Regions from separate parts of the Rattus norvegicus genome. Here region 1 is linked to region 2. A link is a contact called in public Hi-C data. All regions are on one chromosome and are shown on one strand. Each heading gives the region's core, a stretch centred on a gene start, on an enhancer-like site or on the middle of the called end of the contact. The rest is flanking DNA. Distances are from core to core; before and after follow the strand shown.

The links. A called contact is a pair of places that touch in the nucleus more often than the background predicts.
Region 1: a contact with region 2 is called in a Hi-C map of liver, with 2.6 times the contacts expected there. The contact joins two enhancer-like sites. A contact is called at or near these places in 8 of 12 Hi-C or Micro-C datasets (the A7r5 cell line, the Rat2 cell line, Schwann cells and 4 more).

What each region holds. Positions count from the first base shown.
Region 1 is chr2:191,709,292-191,712,772 of GRCr8, reverse strand. It overlaps Atp1a1 (ATPase Na+/K+ transporting subunit alpha 1), which reads left to right. Exons shown (of 23, transcript NM_012504.1): 20 at 1-72; 21 at 495-596; 22 at 2,616-2,707; 23 at 3,107-3,462. The coding sequence ends at 3,135. Among named protein-coding and RNA genes, the nearest start is that of Atp1a1, 26 kb to the left of the region's middle. Within about 2 kb of position 1,897, at least 42 of the 93 cell types and tissues checked have an H3K27ac peak or open chromatin away from gene starts, as enhancers often do. A contact at or near this core is called in liver, where this site is marked.
Region 2 is chr2:191,645,837-191,649,117 of GRCr8, reverse strand. No RefSeq gene overlaps it. Among named protein-coding and RNA genes, the nearest start is that of Atp1a1, 90 kb to the left of the region's middle. Within about 2 kb of position 1,302, at least 6 of the 93 cell types and tissues checked have an H3K27ac peak or open chromatin away from gene starts, as enhancers often do. A contact at or near this core is called in liver, where this site is marked.

The DNA.
Region 1 (3,481 bases), core at 648-3,147, 63 kb before region 2:
CGTGGTAGTGCAGTGGGCTGACTTGGTCATCTGCAAGACCAGAAGGAATTCTGTCTTCCAGCAGGGAATGAAGTAAGTTGTGAAGGATCTGGTAATTTTACACAAACCCTCAGAATAAATTCAGCACCCGACATCCATGACCTAGTTCCTGGAATCTCCACCGGCCTGCACCCTGAAGGCAGCATCACGTCAGGATACCTGTGAATAGAGCCCAGCGTAAAAGTTTTAAGCCTGAAGGGTAGTTTAGGTTTGGGTTTTCTTGCTTGTTTCTAAGTTCTCCCCGCCACCTGCAGATCTCAAGTCTGTACAAGGATGTTACAATGTCAAAATGCTATCCATGCCAGCCAAGAAGAACGCTCATCCCCCTGCCCCCACCCCCACCCCCATCCTGCCACTCAGATCTCGATGACAGCTCATGCTGCCACCTGACACACAGCACCAGGAAAGAAATCTGCATTTGCAACGTATGAACTTTTGTCTCCCTTGAATTTTAGGAACAAGATCTTAATATTTGGCCTCTTTGAAGAGACAGCTCTTGCTGCTTTCCTGTCCTACTGCCCTGGGATGGGTGCAGCCCTTAGGATGTATCCCCTCAAGTAAGTTGAGCCTCTTACATTCCAAAAGGTGTAGACATAGTCTGTGTGCCTTTTCCCCTCCTGCCGAGTGTGAGTTGCCTGAAGTCCGGGTGGTGTGTGAACTAGTTCCTCTGCACTAGACGACAGGAAAGCCAGGAGAGCCAGGCCTGCCAATAAACCAGACCGGCAAATCTAGACCTTCCAGAGCCAAGGATTTGGCCCAAGGTGAGACTGTACAGGATCTGCTTCCTTGAGATTGCTCAGCGGCAGACTGTTGAGCCCTCAGGTCCTCTGCTGCAAAGTCCAGCTGTCCTTAGAGCCACCTAGAGCTGTTCTGGGACCTAGAGGCCCAGGCCCAAGTCCTGTTTGCTTGCTGTAGTCACATATCACTTCCACCTTTCTGGAGACTCCAAAGGAGTTTGGAGAGGATCTGTGATTCCCTTGACCTCACAGTCAGTTGTGAGGGGAGCTCTGCAGCTTAGAAACTAAATTCCCAATTTGTTCTGTGTTCAGAAGCAGCCCGGCCTTAAACATAGTGAATGAATGACTTTGTGCTTCAGTTTTGTGGCCTCAGTTTTTATACGCAGTGCTCACCACAAAGTCTGGAAGCCAGTGGAAACTTCCACATCCATTTGCTGCTGTCCAGTAAGTGGTTGAGGCTAAGCAGCTACAACTTGATTAAACATGGTGAGCGTCAAAATACAACACTCTTCCAACATAAGATCCTTTGAGAGCATCAGCCTCTTGAGTTCCACCCGGCCCTGACATTGCTCAGACGCATCCGGGCCTTCCCGGCCCCTTGCCAACGTCCATGCACTGATCTCATCTTAGAATCGAAATGCTTTGGCCTCATCAAGTTTACAGTCAGAGTCTATGGCGCAAGGTGGGGCAGGCATCCAGGGTGTGTCTCTCAGCCTGTCCAAGGCCATTGTAGGTCAGTTCACTGTTATCCTCCCTACTTATGTCTTTGGTAAGGATGTTCCCACCCAACCCATCAATCCTGATGGCCCCTTTGGGCTGGAGTCCTTGCAACATCTCTGTTGGCGTTGGCTGTTTCTGCTCTCCAGATAATCTTTATGGCTTTTTCTGGTTACTGCGTCAGGTTCCGTAGTACCCTGCATAGAGTACGGGATGCAGGAAGTGTCCAGGTTGGATTATATTGGCCTGAGCCTTATTGAATGAGAGAGGGACAGAAAGGTCACAGGCTGCCACACAGCCTCTGGGACGTCCCAGTGAGGAAGAGCCGAGCCTCAGGACACTGCCCTTTTCTGGACACTTGACTCTTCTGTGACCTGACTTGCTCCTGGCAGCTTCTCCTCCATTTGATCGGGACTTTGTTCCTGGCTGAGGCTCTGAGGTCACCTTCCCACTGCTGTTCTGGGCACATAGGAAGGGCGGAGACTGCAAAGCTGGCAGGGCCATCCTTCCTCCTTTGTTTATCCAGGAGCCTGTAGTCAAGGAAGCCTGGTGCCTGCAGGAGGCCTCCCGGAGCCTGTCTCTGCTGGGGACCATGTGGCAGCCTCTCCAGGCTCCCCGTCTGAAGACCTTTGTCATCTGTCAGGGCTCAGCTGGTCCTCCCGGATTCCATGGTCAGAGACCATGTTGAGGGTCTGAATTAAGTGGCTTTGACCCACACTGGCAGTGCTTTGTCTGCCGATGCCAAGGCGAGAGACAAATGCGCTTGGGAGCTTCAGTAATTCAGGAAAGGAAGAAAGAAAATGTTCATGCACTCTCAGATCGGCAACAGAAAATAGTGGGTTCAGCCTGACTCGTAGGAAAACTAAGGCGAATAGGCTTCCAGCATACAATGTAGGCTGGCCTCTGACGCTGGGCCTAGCAATGTAGGGAAAGCTGCTTCTATTGGGTTTGGGGAGAATTGTTTGTTTGTTTGTTTAATTTTGTGAATGAATCCATAGTTAAGTGTGCCTGTGGTCAGCTTTCTGATGGTTTTCTGGTCACTTTGGAGAAGATGTACGCCTTCTCTGTCTTCCTTTGACTTGTTTCTTGTGTTGTCTGACTTGGCGCTGATTTAATTTCCAGACCTACTTGGTGGTTCTGTGCCTTCCCCTACTCCCTTCTCATCTTCGTGTATGACGAGGTGCGGAAGCTCATCATCAGGCGACGCCCTGGCGGTAAGTGGGCCAACAGGCAGGCTGGACACCCTCCCATGTCAGGTTACAGATGTGGCTTCCACAGACAGAACTGAACTAAGGTAGAAACGCATCGTGGATTTTAAGACCTTAACAAGTGCAAAGCAAATGTAAAGACACCCTGGACATAAACCAAATAATAACACAGTATTCCTGGAGAGAGTTAATTAGCTCCATCTGAGGTCCAGGGTACACACATGCATATGTGTGAGCGGGCACGCACGTGCGTGCGCGCGCGCGCGCACACACACACACACACACACACACACACACACACACACACACACACACACACGATTATCCTTAGGGAGTCACTGTCCTGGTTTTTCCCAAAAGTGGACTCACTACATATGTCCCTCTCTCTCTCTCTGTCTCTCTCAGGCTGGGTGGAGAAGGAAACCTACTACTAGCCCACTGCCCTGCACGCCGTGGAACATTGTGCCACACACTGCACCTACCCCTACCCCCCCTTTGTGTACTTCAAGTCTTGGAGCTCGGAACTCTACCCTGGTAGGAAAGCACCAAAGCATGTGGGGATCCAGACGTCCTGGAATGAAGCATGTAGCTGTAATGGGGGGCGGGGGGAGGGCTGCCCGAAAAACACCGTGGACGGGGACGACAGCGGGGAAGGTTTATATGTGCCTTTTTGTTTTTGTAAAAAAGGAAAACCTGGAAAGACTGAAAGATTACGTTTTATATCTGGATTTTTACAAATAAAGATGGCTATTATAACGGAATTCACTTCGAGTCCTTGTG
Region 2 (3,281 bases), core at 53-2,552:
TTTTGTTCTAACATGTCCTTCTTCAGGCTTGGAGAACTTCCAGGTTAGGGCCTGTTTAAATGACCTGTTTTCTCTGTACCAAGCAAAGGCCTGTGATGCCATAAGAGCAGGATAAATGTTTACTACTTGCCTAAATGAGTGAATGCCCAACCTTCAATACCTGGCTGAAAAGAGAGGGGAAGATGAATATTTGTTTGTTTGTGTGTAACACACACACACACACACACACACACACACACACACACACATCTCATGGTGGTTTGAATATGCTTGGCCCAGGAAGTGGCACTATTAGGAGATGTGGCCTTGTTGGAGTAGGTGTGGCCTTAGAGGAAGTCTAACACTGTGGATGTGGGCTTTAAGACCCTCGGCCTAGCTTCCTGGAAACCAGGCTTCTCCTATCGGTCTTTAAATGAAGATGTAGAACTCTCAGCTCCTCTTGCACCATGCCTGCCTGAACGCTGCCATGCTCCTGCCTTGGTGATAATGAACTGAACCTCTAAACCTGTAAGCTAGTCTCAATTAAATGTTGTCCTTATAAGAGTTGCTTTGATCATGACCCTCTATAATGTCACCCAATGCAATGGCCTCTTCTGTGTGTCTGAAGGCAGAGACTGTGTACTTACATAAATGCAGTAAATAAATCTTTAAAAGTAAACAAAAAGATGAACGCAAAACAAAGCCTTCAGTGACCTACCAAGCTAACATCGAACAGGGCTCGGGCTCGGGTGGCGTGAGGGAGGGAATCAGATGCTAACCTTATGTGTGGTTTTGTTCATTTCTTTTTGTATATCTGAGTGTTCTGCCTGTGTGGATGCCTGTGCACCAAGGGCATGCCTGATGCTGGAAGAGGTCAGAAGAAGGTGTTGATCCCCTAGAACTGTAGTTACAGATGGTTGTAAGTTGCTGCATGTGTGCTGGGAATGCAAAAGCAGCACGTGCCTTTAGCCATGGCTTGGTCATTTCTCCAGCCCCCGGGTCTCCTTTGTTTGTTTACAACACATTACTTACATTTTTTGAATGCACATGGTCCCTCTAGATGATTTCTTTGACACTTGAGGGAGGAGGCAGAAGACATCTATAGAAAATTAAAATCTGTTTCCCACAGGGTAACAGCCAGGCACCTGTCCTCTCCTGCCCAGGCTACAAAACTTCCTGGCAGGTTTTGAAATGTTTCTTTTACCATAAAGCAGCCTTGTCCAGTAAGATTTGTAATCTGTCAACTTCACGGTGTTGTGGAAGTGAGACACACTCAGGAGAAACCACTCTGGAATGTCTGACCTTTGATCTTTTGCAGTGTGATTGGCCAACACCACCATAGTCTGCAATAGTATGCAGAAACAACACACCAGAGTCGCCAAGATCACAAGTAAGACTACAGTGCAGTGACCCAGCTAAGCCAGAACCAGGAAGGGTAGGTGTGCTGTGGTACCGATGTATATTTTCAACACACTAGGTGGTTTTTTATTTGTTTGATTTGGAGGAGAGGGAAGGAGAGTACAACTTCACCATAAGTCAAGGGACAACTATCTACATTGCCGCAAAATACAACTATTTGTTAGATCACAAAGCCCCCTGCCCTGCTCTCCCCACTTGGTAGCTCTGTGGGTTCTGCCTGTCAGCACACACATCCCCAGGGGCACTTAGCGCCCTAGGCAGGCAGGATGCTCCACATCAGCCTTCACTGGGCTCGAGATGCCCAGTGGAGGGGTCTCTGCTGGCTGAGTCTCTTCCCTTCCCAGCATGGCTTCCTCTCTCCCCTTCAGCCGTTGAACTTGCTGTATTCCACTCTGCCTTTGCTTTTTATGCTATCTCGTGTCTAACCTGGCTTTCCACCCTTTCCACCCTTGAGAAGCCCGCTTTACAGTGGGAGGAACTTTTCAAGGCCTGCCATGAAGTTCTGTAGCCTGGGCAGGAGAGGACAGGCCCCCTGGCTGTTACCCTGTGGGAAACAGAGTTTAATCTTCTACAGATGTCTTCTGCCTCCTCCCTCAAGTGCCAACCTTAAAAATAGGCTGTAGAACCAGAATGTGAGATGTTAGCTTGGATGACTACAGAGGTCACCTCCACCAGATACAACATCTGTACTGTAATCCGTGACCTTTTTTATTTTGATTTGGTTTGGGTTTCCCTTAAGCTTTATATATGCATTCAATTATTCTTTTTTTTTTTATTTATTTTATTCATAGATGGTTGTGAGCCACCATGTGGTTGCTGGGAATTGAACTCAGGACCTCTGGAAGAGCAGTCGGTGCTCTTAACCTCTGAGCCATCTCTCCAGCCCGCATTCAATTATTCTTACGTGTTTGTGTGTGAGCCTGTGTGAGTTTATGTATACCACATACATGACGGAGCCTTCAAAAGCCAAGAGAGTGTTAGATCTCCTGGGATTGGAATCACAGGCAGCTGTGAGCAAGAGAAGGAGATACTCTTACTCTCTGAGCATTCTCTCTAAACTCTCCCTTTCCCTTTAAGAGATGGGGTCTGACTGTGTTGCCCAAATTGGCCTCTAATTCCCAGGCTTAAATCTTTCTGCTCGGCCTCCTGAGATGCTGGGGTTACCAGTATGCACCACTCCTCCCAATCACAATTACACACTGTTCACATTTGATGAACACCCTGGTGAATTGTCACATTGACCAATCGAATAGCCAACTGTGGACAGATCTGAGGTTAAGCCTGAGATCTGACCGACGAGTCTGTGTCCATGCCATTATGTCTACCCTAGCCACTGCTGCAAAGGAACTGGACGTGGGCCAACATCAACGCTTTAAAATAGAAAATTGAAGGCTCCAGGAAGTCAAGATAAGATCACAAAGACACAGGCAACAACTCACTCTCCCTTCCTGCTCCAGTCTGAATCTACTCCAGAACTTTTCTCCCATTCATCTGAGAAAGGTTCTCATAAATCCCCATTCTTCAGGATACTGCCAACAATGGAATATGCAGATACGCTCCCTCAGGCGACCTGCTGATTGCTACATAGGCTTGTAATTCCAGTACCAGTACCAGGGAAGCTGGGGCAGAATGATCATAAATTCAAGGCCTGTTTAGGTTACACTTTGATTTCACTGTGTGAGGGCCAGTGCACGCTTGCACATGTGCGCGCACGCGCGCACAGACACACACACACACAAACACACACACTTGTGTGTCCATCCACATGTATGGGCTATGTTTCTTAGCTGAGCACTCTCAGAAACTACGGGCATTGCTTTTCCAGCCCAGCTGGTAGCACTTGTGGTCCTTGAGCTTACGGAGGGCAGAGTCCCGTGAAGAGG